Regions from separate parts of the Zea mays genome. Here region 2 is linked to region 1. Evidence: chromatin contacts called from public Hi-C data. All regions are on one chromosome and are shown on one strand. The core of a region is the stretch at or near the end of the contact, and the rest is flanking DNA. Distances in the headings are between cores, read along the strand shown.

What was found. A called contact is a pair of places that touch in the nucleus more often than the background predicts.
Region 2: a Hi-C map of leaf shows a contact between it and region 1, with 3 times the contacts expected there. The contact joins the enhancer-like site here to the promoter of LOC100279979 in region 1. A contact is called at or near these places in 4 of 25 Hi-C or Micro-C datasets (ear, leaf and tassel).

What each region holds. Positions count from the first base shown.
Region 1 is chr10:87,345,797-87,352,327 of Zm-B73-REFERENCE-NAM-5.0, reverse strand. It overlaps LOC100279979, which reads right to left and starts at 2,949. Exons shown (of 4, transcript NM_001152927.2): 1 at 2,474-2,949; 2 at 1,532-1,726; 3 at 1,214-1,449; 4 at 14-1,123. The coding sequence starts at 2,665. The coding sequence ends at 529. It also overlaps the pseudogene LOC109939360.
Region 2 is chr10:87,478,184-87,484,714 of Zm-B73-REFERENCE-NAM-5.0, reverse strand. No RefSeq gene overlaps it. Among protein-coding and RNA genes, the nearest start is that of LOC103641348, 14 kb to the left of the region's middle. Within about 2 kb of position 3,539, at least 15 of the 20 cell types and tissues checked have an H3K27ac peak or open chromatin away from gene starts, as enhancers often do. A contact at or near this core is called in ear, leaf and tassel, where this site is marked.

The DNA.
Region 1 (6,531 bases), core at 1,700-4,199:
ATTCAGACATTTGTAGAGTAAAAACATTGTATCTATAAAAATCGAAACATCAAAATAATTGTCGATTAGGCAGCCGATCATATCCTGTCTGTCTCCTATAATAATATTGTCTAACCCGGTTTGTCGCCGCAATGGCACTACTAGTAGTAGTCCACTCCCATCTGCTACCTGCTCGGCTCAAGACAAAGTTGATTGATTGATCTTTCCCAGTGTCGCTGTGCCTGAAAACTGTGGTCAAATGCAGTGGCTGTGCCTGCTCCGCTATCCTCTTCTCACTGGGCTCTCGGTAAAAAGAAAGTTGGTGGCAATGGAGCGCAGCACACAGATGTCATCAGCAGCATCCATACATGTATGTACAACAAACGACTAGATAACAAGGGTGAAAAGGAAGAACGAAACCTACAAAACTGCTGGCTGCTGAACCAGCCTACGTAAAATCCTCAACAGATGGCCCAGCGCTCATAATCAACCAGTGTTGCTGTCAGCATAATACTCCAGTATTTACACACCCCCCAGCTCTTCCTCCCTCTACCGGTGGTCCGTATCCAGCCAGCTCCTCAGGCTGCACAGCGCCTCCGTCGACAGGCCCTTCTTGCAGCTCCTGGGCCTCGCGGGCAGCTCCTCCTCCTGCTGTTGCTGCGGTGTAAACGGCGACCCCATCTCCGGCGCGAAGCACACCACGACGACCGTCAGGTTGTCGGCCGTCTCCAGCCGCTTGGCCTCCATCACCAGCTCCCGGGCGCAGCGCGCGGGGTCGTCGTGCTGCCGCAGGCCGCGCCGCACCAGGCTCACCGCGTGCTGGCTCGTCATCACGTCCCAGATCCCGTCGCACCCCATGACGAGGAACTCGTCGTCCTCACCCAGCGTCGCCCGCCGGAACTCGGGCTCCGCGATCAGCGCCGCCGACGCCGACGCGCCGGGCGCCTTCATGTCCCAGTCGCCCAGCGCCCGCGTCACCGACAGCACCCCGTTCAGGTACCCGTCCTCGATGTACCCGCCCGACGCGGCCACCCTCTCGCGCTCCTCCACGTGGTTCGCGCGGTGGTCGCGGGACATCTCCATCGCCACTCCTTTCCGGCACAACACCGCGCGGCAGTCCCCCGTGTTCGCGACCACCAGTTGCCTGCAAGCAAGCCGCGGGATCGGTGTTCAGATCAATGTGTACGCGTGGATGCAGCTATCTATCACTGCTTCACAAGCTTCCTTTCTGTACCTTCCAAACACTAATGCAGTGAGCGCCGTGGTTCCAGAGGACCGGCTGATGTCCAGATCATCAGCCAGGGCAAGGTCCGCCTGCAGGAAGGCTCTGCGGACACAGCTCTCCACGGACTCGAGGTACACCTCATCCACCTGCGACGCCTGTGGGAACTCGCTTTCCTCAAACAAGAACCTCATCGCATGCCTCTTCATGTAGGCTGCGGCGTCCGGGCCGCCATGGCCGTCAAAGACCTATAACACAGAGGGACCATATACAGTCAGCTGTGGCAGTGCTTGCTGGAGAAAAGTAATTAACAGAGGAAATGACTCTTACCCCGTAGAAGGCGCTAGGCAGAGGGCAGACCAACATCGAGCCGAGATGGGCGGAAAGATCATCTATTCGGATGTGCTCGTCCTCCATATACCTCCGAGGCCCAATGTCGGCGAAGCTACCAGAACGGATGTTGGGCACAAACTGCTGTATCATGTCCGTGGATAAACTTGGTGCGACATCAGGCTGCTCCAACCCCTGCATTCATCACACACAGAGAAACAACAATTAGTGCACTAAACATTCTTGGTAGAAAGCAGTAAGAAGAAGAGCCCATTGTTGGCTCATAATTAGTAAGAAGAACAGCCCATTGCTGCCTCCTAATAACTAACTAACTAACAAACAACACACACGCACACACACACACCGTGTCCAGGCCAAACCATCTCAGTTTCCAGAACGGTTGCTTCCTTGCTGCTCAGATTAGGGTCTATGCAATTGACAGATTACGCGCCTAAAGAGGTGAGTGAGGACATGTCACATACTACTACACATGCGGTTCATCTGGTGATTCGAGCTTGTGGAGAGAAGCAGAGCGTACTTACAACTCAACCACCACCAAACACTACTACAGATACGAGCCCAATAATTCAGCACCCACTTTCTGAGCCCTGACGAGAGAGGCCTCCAGCTGTGCAACCACCACACTAGAGCTCGCTCCCCCAAGAAAGGAGCTGCGTGCTTTTTCTCAAGCAAGTGTATCAGCCTTTTGCATCCACAAGCGAATCTCTTTTTCCCCAAATCGAAAAGGGGGATGGAAAGAGGAAGGGACTCCCTGAGCTTGTCCCGCACACTTGAAAAACAGTAGTAGTAAAAGGGAGTAACAAAACCTAACATGGAATTTGGTTTGCAATCTTGCAAGGAAAAGGCTAAAAATGTTCCCAGTCAAAGAGGGAATTTCCAACGACACAAGAACAGAAAGGCCTGGGCTTTTGAGGAACTCACCATGCGAGGCACCTCCACGGCGACCTCGACCTCGACCTCGACCTCAACCCCAACCCCAACCCCAACCTCCGCGGGGGCGGGCGCGGACATCCCGACGACGTCGTCAACCCCCTTGGTCGTCGCGCGCCGGTGGTACTGCACCTCCAGCACCGGAACGGGGGACTGATGCATGACTTCCGCCTCGGCCACCATCTCCGCGCCTCAGCAACCACTCCCGATCCAAGACGAGCGCCGCCTCGCCGTCGACCGAAGACCGCCGGATCCGCGAGCCGTGCCACCCGTCGCGCCGGAAGGAGCAGGGAGACGGGACACCTCCGGAAGCTGCCGTTTTCGGACGGAGGATCTGAGGTGCGGGAAGGAAAGGGCGGGGCGATCCCCCGGTGGTTTCCAGAGGCAGCAGCAGGACACGGTTTGTTGATCTGAGGAGGACGCGACGAACGAGCGAGGGGAGAGGAGAGGAGAGGAGAAATGCGGAGAAGGGAGGGGGGTAGTTGTCATTTATCCGTAGCGTGTGCGTGTGCGTCTGCGTCTGCGTTCCCGCAGGCGGAGGCGACCGGCGGCCACCGGTGGGGTGGTCTGGTGACCGGGTGCTGGCGGTGCGTTTCCGGGCGCGCGCACGCGGCTGCCGCACGGATACGTGGCCGTCGCGTGCCCGAGTGATTGGCTGCCGTCGTTTGTTCATAGTGATGGATATTACTTAGGAGCACTGGAGTTTAGTCATGGTTATTTGTTGTGTTTTATGGAAAATTAATAAACATGTCTAAGTCTAATCTTTGTGTGGTTGCTTTCATTTAACTCGTGGTAACAGCGTGTCACTGTACATGTTTCCGTCCTTAACAAGGAACTAGCTGCCCTTATTCTTTGGCGGGAAAAAGAGTGACCGGGTGAGGAGTAGCTGAGCCTAGAAGCCAAGTGTTTCTTGCACGGCAACGAGTGAATCTCCGCCATCCCGTCCATGTAACAGCATAAACAATTAATCCCAATCGAGCTGCATTTCTCTTGATTCCTAATCAATTTTTTAGCCTTATCTTGTACAGTTATTCTGATTCTATTTCGCTTGATTGTTTTTTACCTTTAGAGTTAGTTTAGGAACCTCAATTTTCTAAGAGTTTTCTATTTTCCCATCGGAAAATGAACTAATTTCTCTTACGATGCGTTTGAATCCCTTCATTTTAGAGGAATTGAAATTCACTCAATAAAGTAACTTATTTAGTTTGGAATTTGACATTCCACCACTTTCCAAAGTTCAGATATTAGTCTATCTCAAATTTATGGGGTGAGGGATGGGAAATGATTTTATACAGTAATAGAATTTGTTTCTACTCTAACTTACGTGACACTATTCGTCTCATTCCTCTATAGTAAAAATATAGCGCATAAATATCTCCGACATCTTGCTAATAATAGTATACAAATATATTTTATATAAAACTGAATTAGCTTAATTGATATATGCCTAAATTATTATTATTAGAATGAAATTCAATTCTAATGATCCAAACAGGACGTTATGAAAATAGAAATCCCTTGGAGAATTGGGGTTTCCAAACTATCCTTTACAGTTTTCTTCTCTTTGCGTGAGCTCCGAATTACTACTAGTTCATTTTTTTAAGAAGAGTTTTGGGGTGATTATTGAGGCCCAATATAATAAACAAAAATTGCACCCCATACATTTGACGGTAAAGATCTCTTAGACGAAATAATAACAATCGCCGCCTCGGTGGTATTTCAGTAAGTAATTAATTTGATAAAAAAAATAAAGGCAAAGAAATATCTCTTTACCAAACAAACAATATGCAGTATATATCTTAAATATCGCAATTTGTACGAACGCCAAACGCATGGTAATGGCCGGCTTTTCAAATTTGTTGACCAGACAGACACATTCAGTACGGAGCACACACGTACGTATGACACTCTTTTTTTGTTTTTTTAACAAATGTAAACAGAGTCAAAGCGGGAGACAAGAACGTCTTCCGCAAGAGTTACTACTACGATTGACTCTCTCTCTTCTTATCATCTTTAGGTCTCAATGCAGTCATGCTGCTGGATGGCATGGAGAATTAGTTGGAATAGAGTAATGGACCTATGTAGACCTCAGTTTTTAGGGTAGGGTTCCTCTCCAACTCGTGCCCTAAATACTTGTGCCCTACCGATAATAAAGTTATACTGTACGAAAAAAACAATTCTAGACCGTAGACATGGCTCTAGACATTGTGTACTCCAAGTGTAACTTAAGTGTGTATAGGGTATGTTTGGTTCACGAATACAGTAGGATGGAATGATCTTGTCTCAATTAAGATAATTGAGGTAGAATAATCCCATATCATGTTTTAGTTGAAATGGGAATAAAAGTGTGTAGCATAGTGATTATAAGAGCCTCCACAGAGGACTTGTGTTTGACTTTTCATGGGAGTAAATATTTTAGGATTCAACGACTTTTTGTACTTTCCTTGGTAGGCGATGTTCGCATCAACGGTGTGGCGCATGCAATGACTTCATCAATTTTGTCTCGAGGAGTCTTCGAAAGTGTTCGTATGACTAGGATCTATGTGCGTGCGTTATGATCCTCTATGTTGTATCGTATAATCTTAAAAAAGGAAGTGGGACTAGATGGTCCATAATTTCACGTACTATTTATGTCTTGTTAACACAAGCTCTGAGCCATCCTTGCCGAGTAGCTCAAACGACACCTCACATGTGGTAGACATCGATCCTAAAAAATGGGTACGCTTGACCATCAGACCTTACTCTGGTACAATTAAAGGAATGCTTTGGTACCTTGAGGGAAGATGAAAAGACACTATAAAAATTTTCAAGAAATATATCAACTTGTAAAATATGAAAGTAGTGGTCACTGAGGAAAACCAAGCATGACCGAGTTGGATAGATGGCCTCGCTGATTTTGGGTGCAAACCCAACCTCATCGGGTAGCAAGGGCGGCTTGGTTGACTTCTTGGAAGTTCTGAGACACCCTCTGCTTCTGTTGTCTGGCGCCCAAATGTGACCTGACCCTTTCTCCTACTCTACATTGACACAACATAGTGTATGCCTTTTTTATTAATGTGTGAGCACTTTCACACACTCCCTATAAACATATCACCACACCTAAGTAGCACAAACGAAAACACAAATAGAAATATGCAATATAAACAAGTGCAAGGCAAACCAAAGGACAACCATAAGAATTTGTTTGACCAAAGTTCAGGCTACCTCAAAGGTGCCTTACGTCTTCATTGTGGAAGTAATGACTAACCCAATAAGGTCTACTCTTGGTTAGACCTAAAATGACCTATTTCCACCTTTTCACCTAGAAGTCTCCTTTCCTTTTCAGTGGGAATACTAGCCCTTCTAACAAGGAGAACCACAACTGCCCATACACCATTAGATGCTTGTTAGTAACACTTTGCCATTGAGGAACAAAGTTCCAAGAGAGTGAACATAGCAAACCAATTATCTTTGAGTTTCTCAAGTGACCAAGAATGGGATAGATCTCACAATGCTTCTCAATATCTCTATGCCAGTAAGGCAAGATCACAAAGTTTTGTATCACTCACTGTCAGTGTTTCGTACCTCGCTCCGACAAGTAAATTTATTGTGCGCGTTCCAGGCTCGGGAGGGTATGCGCGGAGGGCACAAGGTTTATACTGGTTCGGGTAGAATGTCCCTACTTCCAGTCATCGGTGGCTTGCGTTACCGACACCATTGATGATCAAACTCGTATTAGGGGTTACAAGCAGTCGAGAGAGGTGAAAGTTCACTTTGTCTGGGAACAGGATCTAGATGTCGCCTAGAGGGGGGTGATAGACGAATAATAATTATCACTATAAAACTTGAAATTCTTACTCTACTCGAAGACTAGATCACAGTGGAATGAAAGACCATTCGAGTAGGTTGTAGCGAAATTGAAGTTCCTGTCTTAAAATACCCTGCACTTTGAAGACAGTTTGTACCACATATAAGTATTGAAGTGCAAGTATAAAAAGCAAATAAGACAGAGAAACAACACACAACACAGAGCAGAGCACACAGACACAGGGATTTATCCCGAGGTTTGG
Region 2 (6,531 bases), core at 2,290-4,789, 130 kb before region 1:
ACCGAAAACTTCGAGCAACATGCTCACTAAACATGGCCGTGAACTTGCCATCCACATGTTTAAAAATTGTATAAAACACAAACAAAGTCAGAAAATCATGAAACTTGTCCACGTGTCATGATATCATATGTACAGGTTGTGATAAAAAATTGAGAATGTTTGGAGAAAGTTGTGAGACATTATGTGTAGAAACCTAAGAGAACCACACATGAAATCATAGAGTTTCAATGTGGATCTCTTAGGTTTGTACACATAGTGCGTTACAACTTTCTCGAAACTTTTTCAAATTTTTATCACAGCCTCTACATATGATATCATGACACGTGGACAGGTTTCATGATTTTCTGACTTTGTTTATGTTTTATACAATTTTTAAACACCTGGATGGCAAGTTTACGGTCATGTTGAGTGAGCATGGTGCTCGAAGTTTCCGGTCCGCTCCTGAAATCGGTCGTAACTTGTGCTAAGTAGCATGAATATCATTTTTGCATGCACGGTTTTCCAAGTTTCGAGTAACCTGCAGTTCAAATCTGAATTTTCCGAAGAAATTCAAATAAACAAACTAAATGTACTAGGTATAGAAAACACTGTTATAATTGTCCCAAAATGGTACATGTTGGTCTACATAGTGTTGGAACATACCACAAAAAGTTTGGTGACCAAAATAAAAAAAATAAAAAAATGATTTGCCGAGTGTCTACATAGGACACTCGGCAAAGACCCTGTTTGCCGAGTGCCAGATATTTGACACTCGGCAAAGACTGACGGCCGTCAGTTGTAGACGGCCGCTAACGGCCCTTTGCCGAGAGCCGTATTTGCCGAGTGCTTGACCCTCGGCAAAGCAGTCTTTGCCGAGTGCTTGGATGTGCCGAGTGTTCTACACTCGGTAAACTAACTCTTTACCGAGCGCAGAACTTTGCCGAGGGCGGTACTCGGCAAATTCTGCTTTGCCGAGTGCCCGATAAAAAACACTCGGCAAAGCCTTCGGCACTCGGCAAAGGCACGGATTCCGGTAGTGCAAGTTCTTTACCGAGTGCTCGAACGTTTGCCGAGAATATGTCGGGCACTTGACAAAGATAGCGTTTGCTGAGAGCTGCACTCGGCAAAGAGGTCGTTTGCCGAGTGTGTGGCACTCGACATAAGCAGACACTCGGTATAGAATCTTTTGTATAGTGTTGGACACTCGGTAAAGATAGGCACTCGTCAAACCGCCGTCAGCAGCCTATGATCATCAACTTTACCGAGTGTCCTATGTTAGCACCAACCATAGAGTTAACTAATAGGGATCAATCTTATTTCTATTAAATTATTGAGAGATAGTGAACAAATAGTTTAAGCTTAGATGGGATGACACCAAATTCACTTTCTAATGGATGGATTTGTATACCAAAGCCTTAGGGATTCTTTGGAACGCATGAATTTTACAAGAATGGTATAACAATTTCACATGAATTAGTTCAAAGATATAGGATAAACACAGGATATGGATAAATTTCCTTTGTTCCAAAGGGGGGCCTTTGTGTTCAAATATCATCCTCTCTCTAACCCTTAAAGGGGAACAACAAGCCATACAATAGAACCTTTATGTTTAGTCTGGTTTTCGCATATTACAAGCGGCCCCTCAAAGTTCATGTTATCACAAATGAGTCTCTAGATATACCTAACCAAGCATATAAGGAACAATATTTATAATGTAATTGCCCACATATCCTGAAATAGTGTTAATAGGAGTTGCAACATTACAATTATAGAGGTTGCTTCCTTGCTACAAAAATTAAAAGATTATATGGATGATGGTAACTTCACTCTTGGTCCAATACATGAACCATTTGTGTAAATGGCATTATCGCAACCAGTTTCTAGGAACCAATTGAAAGTTGAAACTGAGATATCTAACCTCTTTAGATGAGTCAGTTAGCTTCTTAGGAGTCTTTAGAAATTATCCAAACTATAGAACTATTGTTAGTTCATCTATTCCAACTTTTACCCCCTTTGGTTGGTTTTGAGTTGGTTTTGACTTAGAAACTCTGAATTTGATCTCATTAACCTATTAATCAAAGACTAGACAAACTAGTTAGTCTGTATGGTTGTGATGGTCATAAAGCACACCAAAATTAATACATAAAATGGTTTAAGGTCATTTATCAACTGTTTCTAGTTACACCTACAACGGATACTAGTTAATTTCATGCAGACAGACCTACCTACAGTTGCAGCTAAAATAAGGTGCAGCTTTGTGACGTTCATGTAATGTACATGTAATATGGTATATTTTATGGTATGTATATAGTACATATGTCATATTCTTGACATATTTAATTTCATGATGTTCTATATCATGTGATGTTCATGATATATTTTCATATACTATACATGTGATGTATAAGATGGTTTGCGAAAGGGCCTCAAGCTGAGTTCGTTAGGTGGTCTGAGTACTACTCCTCAGGTCCTGAGTTCGACTCCCCGTGGCCGGTTGCGGTCATTCTCACATGGGCTACGATGCCATTGTGTATGAATGGGCAGGGATTCGGTGGTTTTCTCGACCTGCGTGTGAGAAGGTCTTATCCTTAGATAGTGTTTGGTTGAGGAGCCAAGTAGAACGGAGTCGTTCCATCCCTGATTCTAAGAACGAGCCGCTCTGTTCTGTGTTTGGTAATCTGGAACGGAGCGGCTCTGTTTTTTGTTTGGTTGCAGAGTGAACGGAACGGAGCGTGACTGTGAGAGCGGGATGGAAACGGAGCGGCTCCGTCTAGTTGATTTTTTGGAGCGGAATGGTTCCGGATCTGAGAAGAATATTCCCTAATTGGAGCTATTCCGTTCTAGTTCCTTTGTAACCAAACAGCAACAAAACTGGGACAGAATGGTTCCGTTCTACTTGACTTTTCAACCAAACACTTCCTAATATAATGTCGTGTAGGTCAAATGATTTTGTAAGGTTCATGTAGCATACATGTGATAATTTATGATGTTTATGTAGCATTTGGTATTTATGTTTTTCCTACTTCTTTATTTTACTGTAAATAGTTATTTGTATTTTCCACCTTGTATTGTTTATTTTGTATATTCCATATATACGTACGTACGATGGTCAATTAGTATGTATGTGATGTTCTATGATGCATATTAGTGTGTTCAGGTATTCTATGGTATATTTGTTTTTTATATTTATTTTACTTTGGTTACTGGTTTTTATTACATTCTTTGTTTTGTTTTTACTTAGTTTTCTCTATTGTGTTGGCTTTTTTCTATATTTTATGAGATGGCTAATGTTATATTTTGGTGTGGAATGTTATTCTTGTTAGAGTGGGATATCTTTTTCTTTGATTTCAATGGTCTCTGATACGAGTTATTAACATAAATTTTCATGCATGACTTAAACAAGGTTTATATGGCATAGTGATGGATAACGACTCTCTGGCTTGTGTGATACTAGTATTTCTCTTCACTTCTTTTGCACAGGAGCGGCTGGAGCGAAACTATACGGATTGGTCCAGCCCACGTACGTGCGGGAGCGGAGCCCGAAAGAAAAGGCCTACGCCTTGTGCGACAGAGCTCCCGAGGGTGCGAGGGGTGGCGGGCTGGCGGCCCGGTGTGGCGATGGCTGGCCCAGGTTTAGATTTTGTTTTTTTTCAAAAAATAAGAATGTGTAGTATCGCTTTCAGTCGAGTAGCCGGTAATGAAACGTCAGCACTATCAGAATCAAATACACATTGCCGCTTCCAAATTCGGCGACGAAAGTCAATTTAGAAACCGGCAGTGAATGCATTTTGAAACCAGGCCAGGATAGCTGTTCAACCAATACTAGGTATATGCCCGTGTGTTGCCACAAGGTGGGGAAGCAGGTGGAGCGACACCTAGACTACAAATCTGTACTAACAATTAAGAGCGGTATGTAGACCGCCCCCGCTCCAGGAAAACCCCGCAAACCGCCCGCCAACCCCGACAGCCCGATCTCCGTATTCATCGCCGCCGTAAACCGTCCCTAACCCCGCCCGCCCGACCTCCGTATTCGTCGCCGCCACGCCGCAAACCGCCCGCCAACCCCGCCCGTCCGACCTCCGGAATCGTATCCACGGCGCGATTCACAGAAGGATTTGGATAGGGGCGACGCAATCCGTTCGCCGCGGCTACCAACAATCTCGAGCCCCCCGCCGCAATCCCGTCCGTCGCGCCGTGACCGCCGCATAATCCGCCGCACGCTCCGAGCTCAATCCGGGGCGCGCAAAGCCCCGAGAGGAAAAGAGAGGAGACGAGGAGCAGTCGCGCCGCCGCGGTGGACGCAAGAGCAAGGCCAGAGCTACACCTGGACATACGCGAGGAAGCTGCCAAGAAGAACAGGGAACCACCGACCGCGTCCAACATACGCCGGCATTCATCGTCACTGCAGGTCCGTGCCGCCTACCCACAGCCGGGGTTGGCCAGCGCTAGCCACCAGGCCGTCGCGGCTCCAACTTCCAACGTCGTGCCCCGCCTGGCAACCGACCGTGTCCACTGCCTCCTGGCTGGCTGGGCAGGGTAGACACAAAGGTCTCATCCAGTGCTCTACTCCTCCGGTGAGCACTGATCTGGTCTCCACAATAGCAATTGCGATTTTTAATTCCCAATTTCTAAGCTTTGCATTAGTAGGTGTTTGACTTTATTTTCTTGTAATGTGGATGCAGTAGTATAATAACTTCATTGGATTTAATTATTGCAGCATCCTTTTCTGCTCCGAGACACCTGCTGAAGCTGGAAGTACATGGTGCCTTATTCCTCTCTTTTCTCCTTATGGTACAAGGATGATTACTTTAATTGAATTGGTAAGGAAATGTTGGTTTTCTCGTCCAATTCAGATAATCTCGTTTCCATTTGATCACACATGCTTCGTACATCACATGGATAGTCTGTATGAATCCTAAAAAGATCTAATTGAACATCGTCATTTAATTAATATAGGTCGGTCATTTTGCAACCCTTGTTAACAATAACCAGACTGATGGATTTTCTACCGCCGTAATTTTCAAGTAAAATTTATGTTATGATGTTCAACTTTTCTTGTCATGTGTGGCGGAAACATAAGTATGCTGGATAAATAGTTTTGTAATTTTTAAGCCTAAACATGTTCAAACAAACTGTTTGTAATCTAATGTATGCAACTTTGATGCTTAGTTGTTATGTTAAATACCGAATGTACTATAAAATTATATATTAGATAGAATTATATAAAAAAAAATTTGTTGTGGCACACCCTATACAAAAATCCTAGGTCTGCCACTGGCTGCTGCCATCCACTGCGGGCTCGGTCGCCACGTCGACGCCATCCCTGTCCTCGAGCGCGCTGTCACAGTCGTGGCGCCGACACAAGAATCGTCTGCCGACAGCGAGCCTGAGGCCGGTGCAGCCGGCGGCGACGACTACCAGCAGCTGCAGCCTGTCGAGCCCGACTAGAGGGGTGAGTGGTGCTGCTCCTGATGAGATCGCTGGAGGCTTAATGGAGATTCCTGTCATCTATGAGGCACTTGGCGATCTCGATGAGGCCCAAAAGCTTCTTCATAGGGCACTCAGGTTGCTCGAGGGCTCATCGAGGGAGGGTGGGGGCAATGCCATTTAGAAAAGCATTATTAAAATATTAAAATCTCACTTTGTCATAGCCATGTATCCATCCGGCACTGGACCATATATTCTACTTCTGTACACTAGATATAGAAGTATAGAGCACGAACTTAACATGCGGATTCTTCCATCCTTCTTCCAGTATTTCAGCTGCCATCTGATTTCTGTCTCTCCTGTTTGATATCTGTTTGACTCAGAACTATGTTGTATTTACATGTTTCGGGAATTGTTTTGTTGTGCTTGCAATGTTCTGCTTTTTTTTCTCTGTTCAACAAGAATATTTTCATTTTGCACATTCAACAGGTGGAAAATTTACGAGACCAGCTACTGAAGGAGGGAAGTTTGAGGGCTTCTCTGGAGTCTGGGCTAATGAATATGCGAAGAGGACAAGTGTCCTTCCCCTCAACGATAGACACCAAGGTATCCTTTCTGAATCTGGCTATTGAGGTAGATAATGTTTTTCACCATTTTAAGTTTTTTTTCTTTACGTTGATAATAGACTAAGGCTGATCTTGAGGAAGTTGTTGCCGCTGAAGCTGATATTATGAACTTGAAGCAAAAGGTTTCTGATCTTCGGGGACAACTCAACAACCAAGTTCAGTTGAGTTCCACCTCGTTATGTGAATCATGCAACAACAAGCGATCCATAAATGCAGACAAGCTTGTCGAGTAAGGTTTTACTGTTAAGCATTCAATATTGGTATATTATTATTTTCTCACTGTTGATAATATTTGCCTCCATTTAGAAACCTTGGTTGAGATATAATTGCCCCTCGCTTTCTGCAGAGGTGAACAAAACACTGCCCTTTCTCCATAGATTGCCTCAGTCGAAGCACCACCAATTGTAGGGTCTTATTCTGTACCTGACATGTTCTGGGCTACAAACCAAATGGTTCAGGAGATGTTGTATTCAAAGGGTGAGATTGCGAAGGATGGCCA